Linked DNA regions of Hordeum vulgare: region 2 is linked to region 1. A link is a contact called in public Hi-C data. All regions are on one chromosome and are shown on one strand. Each heading gives the region's core, a stretch centred on a gene start, on an enhancer-like site or on the middle of the called end of the contact. The rest is flanking DNA. Distances are from core to core; before and after follow the strand shown.

What was found. Hi-C and Micro-C count contacts between places; a contact is called where the count stands out from the background.
Region 2: a Hi-C map of seedling shows a contact between it and region 1, with 4 times the contacts expected there. The contact joins the enhancer-like site here to the promoter of LOC123425543 in region 1. A contact is called at or near these places in 2 of 6 Hi-C or Micro-C datasets (leaf and seedling).

What each region holds. Positions count from the first base shown.
Region 1 is chr2H:135,674,801-135,678,628 of MorexV3_pseudomolecules_assembly, reverse strand. LOC123425543 (chitin-inducible gibberellin-responsive protein 2-like) reads left to right here and starts at 1,485. Exons shown (of 2, transcript XM_045109234.1): 1 at 1,485-1,717; 2 at 2,753-3,828. The coding sequence starts at 2,834.
Region 2 is chr2H:135,937,158-135,941,054 of MorexV3_pseudomolecules_assembly, reverse strand. No RefSeq gene overlaps it. Among protein-coding and RNA genes, the nearest start is that of LOC123425544, 130 kb to the left of the region's middle. Within about 2 kb of position 1,349, at least 3 of the 3 cell types and tissues checked have open chromatin away from gene starts, as enhancers often do. A contact at or near this core is called in leaf and seedling, where this site is marked.

The DNA of each region.
Region 1 (3,828 bases), core at 236-2,735:
TTTAAAAATAGAAGATATGCTTCATGTCATACTCACATGGCTCCACCTCACCCTAATAATATTTGGAGTCTGAGACCACTTGTCAACGGCACAAGGTGTGACATTTGTGTCAAGGTAGAAGTGTGGTACTAGTATTTTGTCAAAAAAATCAATAATATACTACTCCGACAGCCCGGGTACCACATGTGTTAAGAGTACTCCACTACCTACCTTGCTTTTCCTAGTAATACTCGTATGAGTGAAGATTGTGCATATCAGTTTTGGTCAGTGCATGCATGCTATCCACATTCTGGAGGCGTACACTCCACCGAAGAAGGGACGTAGAGGCTCAGACATGGACCAATTTAATGGAACGCCTTCACAGTGATGAGACAGCATCGCAACACATGAGAAAAGAAAAAGATACGGAGCACTCATCTCATACTACTAGCACTCTTTATCATGTTAGCATCATGCTGCAGCTAGCTTGGGCGTGGTGCACACGGACCCACCATGCGATCTTGGAGTTAAAAAGGAAGGAAAAGGTGGGTCGACGCCAAAGGACCGGTTGTGAAAAGCGAGAAAGGCGGGGCGTGGATGATAATTTCCCGGGGACAGACATGAGAAATGATGCCACTGAAAGAAGAGATGATGGGAAGGACCTCCCGGCCTTTTCATATCCGTGTAGACGCGGAATATCTTAGTACGTGCTGGTCATGTGGCGGAAAAGCTAAGATAAGCATCCGTAAATCTTCTTGGACGGAACGGAACGGAATGGTGGAGAATAAATCCTCAAAACCACGAGCTCGCTTCGCCTGTTTCGAAATTTTCAATTCGTGTTCAACGCCGACATAGCATACATAGATAGATAGATGTGGTGAGACGAAGGAGACACGGTGAAAAGTGGAAGGAAGGCGACAGAGGCGTGTTGGAAGCGAGCAGGCCGGTAGTCATCGGCCCGCTGTTTAGCGAGTATCAACTGGCACCTTGATGGCACAGAGCGAAAACATCCATCCATTGGGGAAAAAAACACCTCGACGAAGGAAGCATCGTCCGATCCCATCCAGCAGCACGTGACGATCTCTGTTCTCTCCTTGCGAGACGACGGCGACAGTGGCCGACGACAAGTACGCCGTCGTCGTCATCCCGGCGCATCACACACAGACACATAGCACAATTATCGATCCCGAGCAAGCAAGCAAGCAAATACCTAGCGCGGGAGGCTCGTGGAGTCCCACGGTCCAACCTCCATCCAGTCCGCAGTCCAGGCGCGGAGCGCGTCAAGAATTGGACGCACGACGCACGAGTGCGTGCAGCAGTGGTGGTGGCAGGTTGGTCTCGTGGGGGGCACCGCAGGGAGATATTTCATCCATCCATCCATCCCCGAGCCCGGTGCGCGCCACGCACGCACCCGCGGTCTGAACGCCCCGCCCCCGCCCCCGCCCGCGCGTCACGCCTCACGACGGCACAAAACCGCGGACGACGCGTCCCGCGGGTAGAAATAGCAACGGCCACCCGGAGGATCCACTAGCTCTGCTGCCCAGCCCCCCCTACAGGAAACAGCATCGCACTCCCCCCACCACAACCTCAGAGGCCACCAACACACACACGCACCTCTTCCCCTCTCCCTTCGCGATCTCTCTTCTCGCCGTCGCCGCACGAATCCTCCTCGCCTCGACTCCAGCTCAAGGGTCCGACGTACGTACGGCGAGCCACCGGCCGGAGCTACTGCGCAGAGGTACTTCCTTCCTTCCTCCTCCTGCTCCTCCCGTCTTGCCCGCCTGCCTTCCCCGTAGCTGCTAGTAGTAGTATGAGCATCATGAGCGCTTGAAGAAATGAAGATGGATGTTACGCCATGACCTCCCCTTTGCTCGTTCCGGGTCACGTCTAGCTTGGGGGCTCTTGATGTTTGGTTTGGTGGCGACCAGTGGTTTTCCCGTGAATCGATGCCCAGTTTGTTAATTTTCTCGTGAGATTGGCAGCCGCGCAAGCGAGAACGAAGCTGCTTTCCTAGTTTCTCTTTGGTAGTAGTACTGTACTTGCTTTCTCTGCGTACGAGTACGAGTATTTTGCAAGCCTGGTCGGCCGTACCTCCGTACGGCCTCAGTAGTCGGTACTAGGCCATGACCATGCTTGCGAGCTATACTAGTACTAGTACCTAGGGAGAATTTGCTGAGACCGCGTCAAACGGTTGGTGGTAGATTAGACATCTCGATTTGTGCAGGCCAGAACAAGCAGATCCAGGGGCTTTGGACCATTGACTTGTGCGATCTATATTTATTTCAGTGGATGTTAGTTAATTAATCAATGCTGTCTGTGCCGGGAAGGGAAGGGAGTAGTAGTTGGTTGGGTCAAACTGCCCGTGCAGCTGGTTTGGTGTAGGAAAATTATTATGATGATGAGGCGGGGATTACTTTACGACCCGTTGTAGTCGTCTACAGGCCTCTCTTTTGTTTGCGCGCGCTCAGGTCATACTCCTACTTTTAGTACGGCTGTTTCTTTGCTGGGACTGGGATGCTTGGCCATGTAATCGTGACGATCTTCTTCGGTCAGCACTACTACACCATGCTCCTACCTTCCCTTGCTTGTTATCTGTAGGGTGCCTGCTATGCTAGTGGTTGGTTCTCTACCACTCAAAGTCTTTTCTTCAGACTAACTTGATCTGTTTATCTCTGTGTTACTTTCAGTGTAATCTTGGCTACCAGTTTTACCTTTGGAGTTAGTAACTCGGTGTGCTTTTCTTCTGACAGTCTTTCTTACTCTCTTGTTTCAGATTTTCGTTCCATCTGGATTTCTGGGCTAGAAGAAAGATCCATGCAGTGATTAGCGTGTCAAGAATCTCTACTGAACAAGTATGGCCGATACTCCGACTTCCCGGATGATCCACCCCTTCAGCAACATGCAGAGGCAGAACCCGAAGCAGTTCCAGTTCCAGTACCCGGACAACCCACAGCATCCCTGCCACCCTTACCAGCCATCTCCAGACACCCACGTCGTGCCACAGCATCACTACAGCCTCAAGTCTCACTCGTCAGATGCTAGCTACGAGAACCATGTTGCTCAGATGAAGCACACTCTGGTGGACTCCTCGGCCGCGGCCGGCTGCATGAGGCACGACTCGCCCTCCAGCCATAGCTTCACTCCTCCGTCCATCAGGAGCGGCAGTGGCAGCCCTTCGTCTCACGACGACAGCCACTCCGACTCCACGGACGGGTCTCCTGTCAGTGCTTCATGCGTCACTGTGACGACCGAGGATCCTAACGATCTGAAGCAGAAGCTCAAGGACCTCGAGGCTGAGATGCTTGGGCCAGACGCCGCTGAGATAGTTAACAGCCTCGAGAGCTCGGTGGCGAAGCAGCTCTCGCTGGAGCCGGAGAAGTGGGCGCAGATGATGGACTTTCCCAGGGGCAACCTCAAGGAGCTGCTGCTTGCTTGTGCCAGAGCTGTGGAAGAGAAGAACATGTACGCGGTCGACGTGATGGTGCCGGAGCTGAGGAAGATGGTTTCGGTCTCCGGTACGCCGCTCGAGAGGCTGGGAGCCTACATGGTGGAAGGGCTCGTCGCCAGGCTCGCCTCCTCCGGCCACTCCATCTACAAGGCCTTGAGGTGCAAGGAGCCCAAGAGCTCCGACCTGCTGTCCTACATGCATTTCCTGTACGAGGCCTGCCCCTACTTCAAGTTCGGCTACATGTCGGCCAACGGCGCCATCGCGGAGGCCGTCAAGGGGGAGGACAGGATCCACATAATCGACTTCCATATCGCTCAAGGAGCTCAGTGGATCTCCCTCCTCCAGGCCCTTGCGGCCAGGCCCGGCGGACCGCCGACCGTGAGGATCACCGGCATTGATGA
Region 2 (3,897 bases), core at 100-2,599, 260 kb before region 1:
GGATTTTTGTTGTGTGACATACGGTAAGTTTTCATTAATGAAGTTGCATAGAAATCATCAAAGTAAATCGCGACACATAGCCTAAATGGGACACATGCACATGTGCATGGCCAATCGCATAGTGCGAGGATAGTCGAGCAAACGTGCAACCCGCACGCACTATTGGGCGGGCCAACTCAGTGCTTTTGTGTTGTTTCTTATTTAGGTTTTAGGAATGTTTCACAAGGTTCCATTTTATAGTTTATGTTTCTTCCTAGCTAGTTTTTTTTCTTTGTTTTTGTTTTTCTAATCTGAGGTCGGTTTTTGAAATCTAATATTCAAATCCGCGAATAGTTATTGAGATCCAAGAATATTTCTAAAATTTGTGAAAATTTGTTGAAAGTAGTTAATATTTACTAGAATCCATAAATATTTTTAAAATTCATGAATATTTTGGAAGTTTAATATTATTTTTTAAGTCTTTAATTTTCAAAATTACTGAACATTTTCTAAATTCAGGAGTATTTTTAAAACTCATGATTTTTTCTAATTTCATGGATATTTTAATTCTGAAATATTTTATAATATTTGCGTATAATTCTAAAATTAGTGATTTTTTACAATCCTGAACCGGTTTTGAAATTTGTGATAAATTCATAAAAAGAAAAAAAATCCTGAACAATACTTTAATATGCGGGAACATTTTCTAAGTAGCGATTATGTTTTGTACAATATTTCTCTGAAATAAAACAAACAACCCGAATTCTGTGCGAAAAAAACTCGAATCTGTTAATTGGGCCGGGCCATTACGCGCTGCCCCTGCGCGTTTGGTGGACTCTACCCCCGATATGGGAGGTCCCCACTCCCCATGCTTGAGCTGCAGCCTCCTCGTAAACTGGACACATGCGTGGCGACGAGCTGTCCGTTTTCCCGGCCCGGACGGCGTGCGGCACGCATGGATTCACGGGTGCCAGGGGCGGCCGGCGTGGTCGACCTCGACCGCCGCACACGTGTGAACCATTCAGGCTCTTCGCCGCCGGCACCGCTGCCAGACACGGCGAGGAATCTTCAGGGAAGGAGATAAAGGCAAGGGAATCACCAAAGCCCGAAACCGCGTAGACGCGACCGCGGGCATCGGGCAACCTCCACCTTGCAACACATCACATCAGATCAGATCGCGGGATGCCTCCCGCCCATGGCAAGGAAAAAGGCTTCCCTCGGTTTCACGCCGCCGGCCGTGTCGTGCGCTCCCGGACGCCGCCGGAACCCATGGCCATGGATAACACCGGCAGTACCAGTACTCCACCACTGGTGATATCGGGTCGAGTCATGCGTGGTTCGTATCGCGGTCGCTTCCATCGCAGGCTCGTCATCCCGTTGGTTAAGAGAATGATATCTTTTTGGTCGAGCCGAAAGGTCGTGGATAGAGCCCACTATACAAATCCAACCGGGAGGAATAATCCACCATGCACACATGAGCACATGACACATGCAACACGGCCACACGGGGGAATCGGAAATGATGCGTGGGCTTAGAAAAATAATAACATGTCAGTCAAACGCAAAGGAAGAACAAAACGCTTGTATCTGCAATGATATCAGTGCGTTCTGATGCTTGTATGGGTTCCACTTGTTGATCAACTGGACAATAAACAAAGACAGCAAACATCTTCGTAGACCGCACAGGGTCCCGGGCCGTACCCTACCGTCCAGTGCAACGTGTAGTTGGGGTCATGTCACTCGTCACACTGACCACAACTTATAACGAACATCACTCTCTGCCGCCTCAATACATATCGTCAAATTCTCTCGGTTTCAGGCTTCTCGGTCTTATGGTCGATGCTTGCTTATACAAGTTACGTACCGAAAAAGGCAAGAGTTACTTTGAAATAAACATCTCAATTTCAAAACATTATCTCAAGTAAGTGTCGGTACAGCCGTATGAGACATCATGACATAATTTATAGGGCTTGATGATGGTTAACTGCGCATGACCATGACATAGGGATGCTGAGATATAGCGCTTATTGTCGAAATCACTAGTTAAAGGGCTTTCTTTATAAAGGTCACTATTTTTTCAGGTCACGACAAGTATCACACTGTATATATGTCACTTATCACAATTTAGGAGTTCTTTATTTTTCGTAAATACGTTTATTTAATTTTTTTTATTTCTCAAGCCGTACGTTCAAATCTTGAATAGTCTTCATCGTTAGATTCCTCACAACGAGATCTTGAAAACTATATCCCTCGTTTATAGTTTTCAAGGAACTTTTTTTTCACGAAAAAACCCCGAACCGGGAAAATGTTTTTCTTGTAAACCGACCGTGTCCCTCGCGAAAGCAAATCTATGCCTCCACAAAAAGTAAATCCATGACCCTCGTGATAAAAAATCATGTTTTTTCTTTTTGCACAAGCATAGCTCTCCCGTAAGCAAATTCGTGCCTCCGTAGAAGTAAATTTGTGTCTCTCGCGACAGAAGCAAATATGTGCCTTTGTGCGAAGCAAAGTCGTGGCTCTTGTGGAGAAAAAAAAGAAGACAAGACGTGTTTTTCACTTTTGCGAGATGCACGACCGTGCATCTCGTGGAAGCAAATATGTGCCTTCATAAAAAAAATCTATGCCTCTCACAAAAGAAGAAGAAAACACAAGTTTTCCCTTTTCGAGATGCACGATCGCGCCTCTCGCGAAAGCAAATTTGTACCTCTACGAAAGTAAATCCGTGCCTCTCTTAGTAGGAAAAAATGCATTTTTCTTTTCCCTTTTACGAGAGGCACGACGGTGCCTCTCGAGAAAAAAAAAATCCATGCTTCCACAAGAAGTAAATATGGCCTCTTACGGAAGAAAAAAAAGAAATCACGTTTTCATGTAAAATTTTTTTTTTTGAATTTTATTGGGTCCAAACATAAGAAAACCCGGGGAAAGCCGAAAAATACTAAAAAATCAACTAAAAGCCGAAAATGAATGCAGAACAATAAAAAGAAAACAAAATCCACAGAAAGCGTCTAGAGCACGACAAGTGATGTCACATGTGGCGCGCTCTCAGCATCCCAAGTACTCTCTGATTAATTACTCCCGCTTATTGCAAGCACTACCACTCACGGATTGCTCATGAGCTGTGTGAAATGGGCCAGCCCGATAAATTTTTTGCACGGAGAACGACGGGCAACTATCGATGCACCGGTTTGTCGAGATCATTAGTTAAGGGTTATCCCATGCAAAGGTCACTTTTTATTTTCTTCGATCCTAATAAGTGGGCACACTTCATGTGCATCACTTATTACAACCTGATAGTTTTCTTTATTTTTCTAAAATTTGTTTCAAAAATGTTCTGTTAGACCTCGTCTAACTCATGAACCCTTTTCATCGTTGGAGCGTTAAGATATTCAGAAAATAGGCCCCATGTTAACAAGTTCCGGTGAACTTTTTCTCAAGAAAAAAACTAAAAAACAAAAAACAAAAAAATTATAAGCACAGTTGTGCTTTTCACTTTTTGTGAGCACATATGTGATTTTCTCTTTTTGGGAAAGCACAATTCTACTTCTCACAAAAGCATATGCTAAGCTTTTCCTTTTTTTCAAGAAGCACAGTTGTCCTTCTCAGGGAAGGACATGTAGTGCTTATCACAAAAAAGAATAGTTTTCTAATATTCTTTTAAGACAAATTCCTCTAGAATCTAGGAAGAAACAAACGAAAAACCGAAAAGCCAACAAATCGTCTAAAACCTAAAAAACCCATACAAAAATATAAACAAAACCCAAAATCGAGAGGAGACATCCAACACATGACACGTGGTGGCGGTTGAGTGCACCACTTTGCGTGCCCCCAGGCCTCAAAAATGACCCTAGAAGGAGCCTCCCCCCAAAGGTTAACCCTTACCTTTGGGTTTTGAGGGGGAGTTAACCCTTAGTTAGGTCT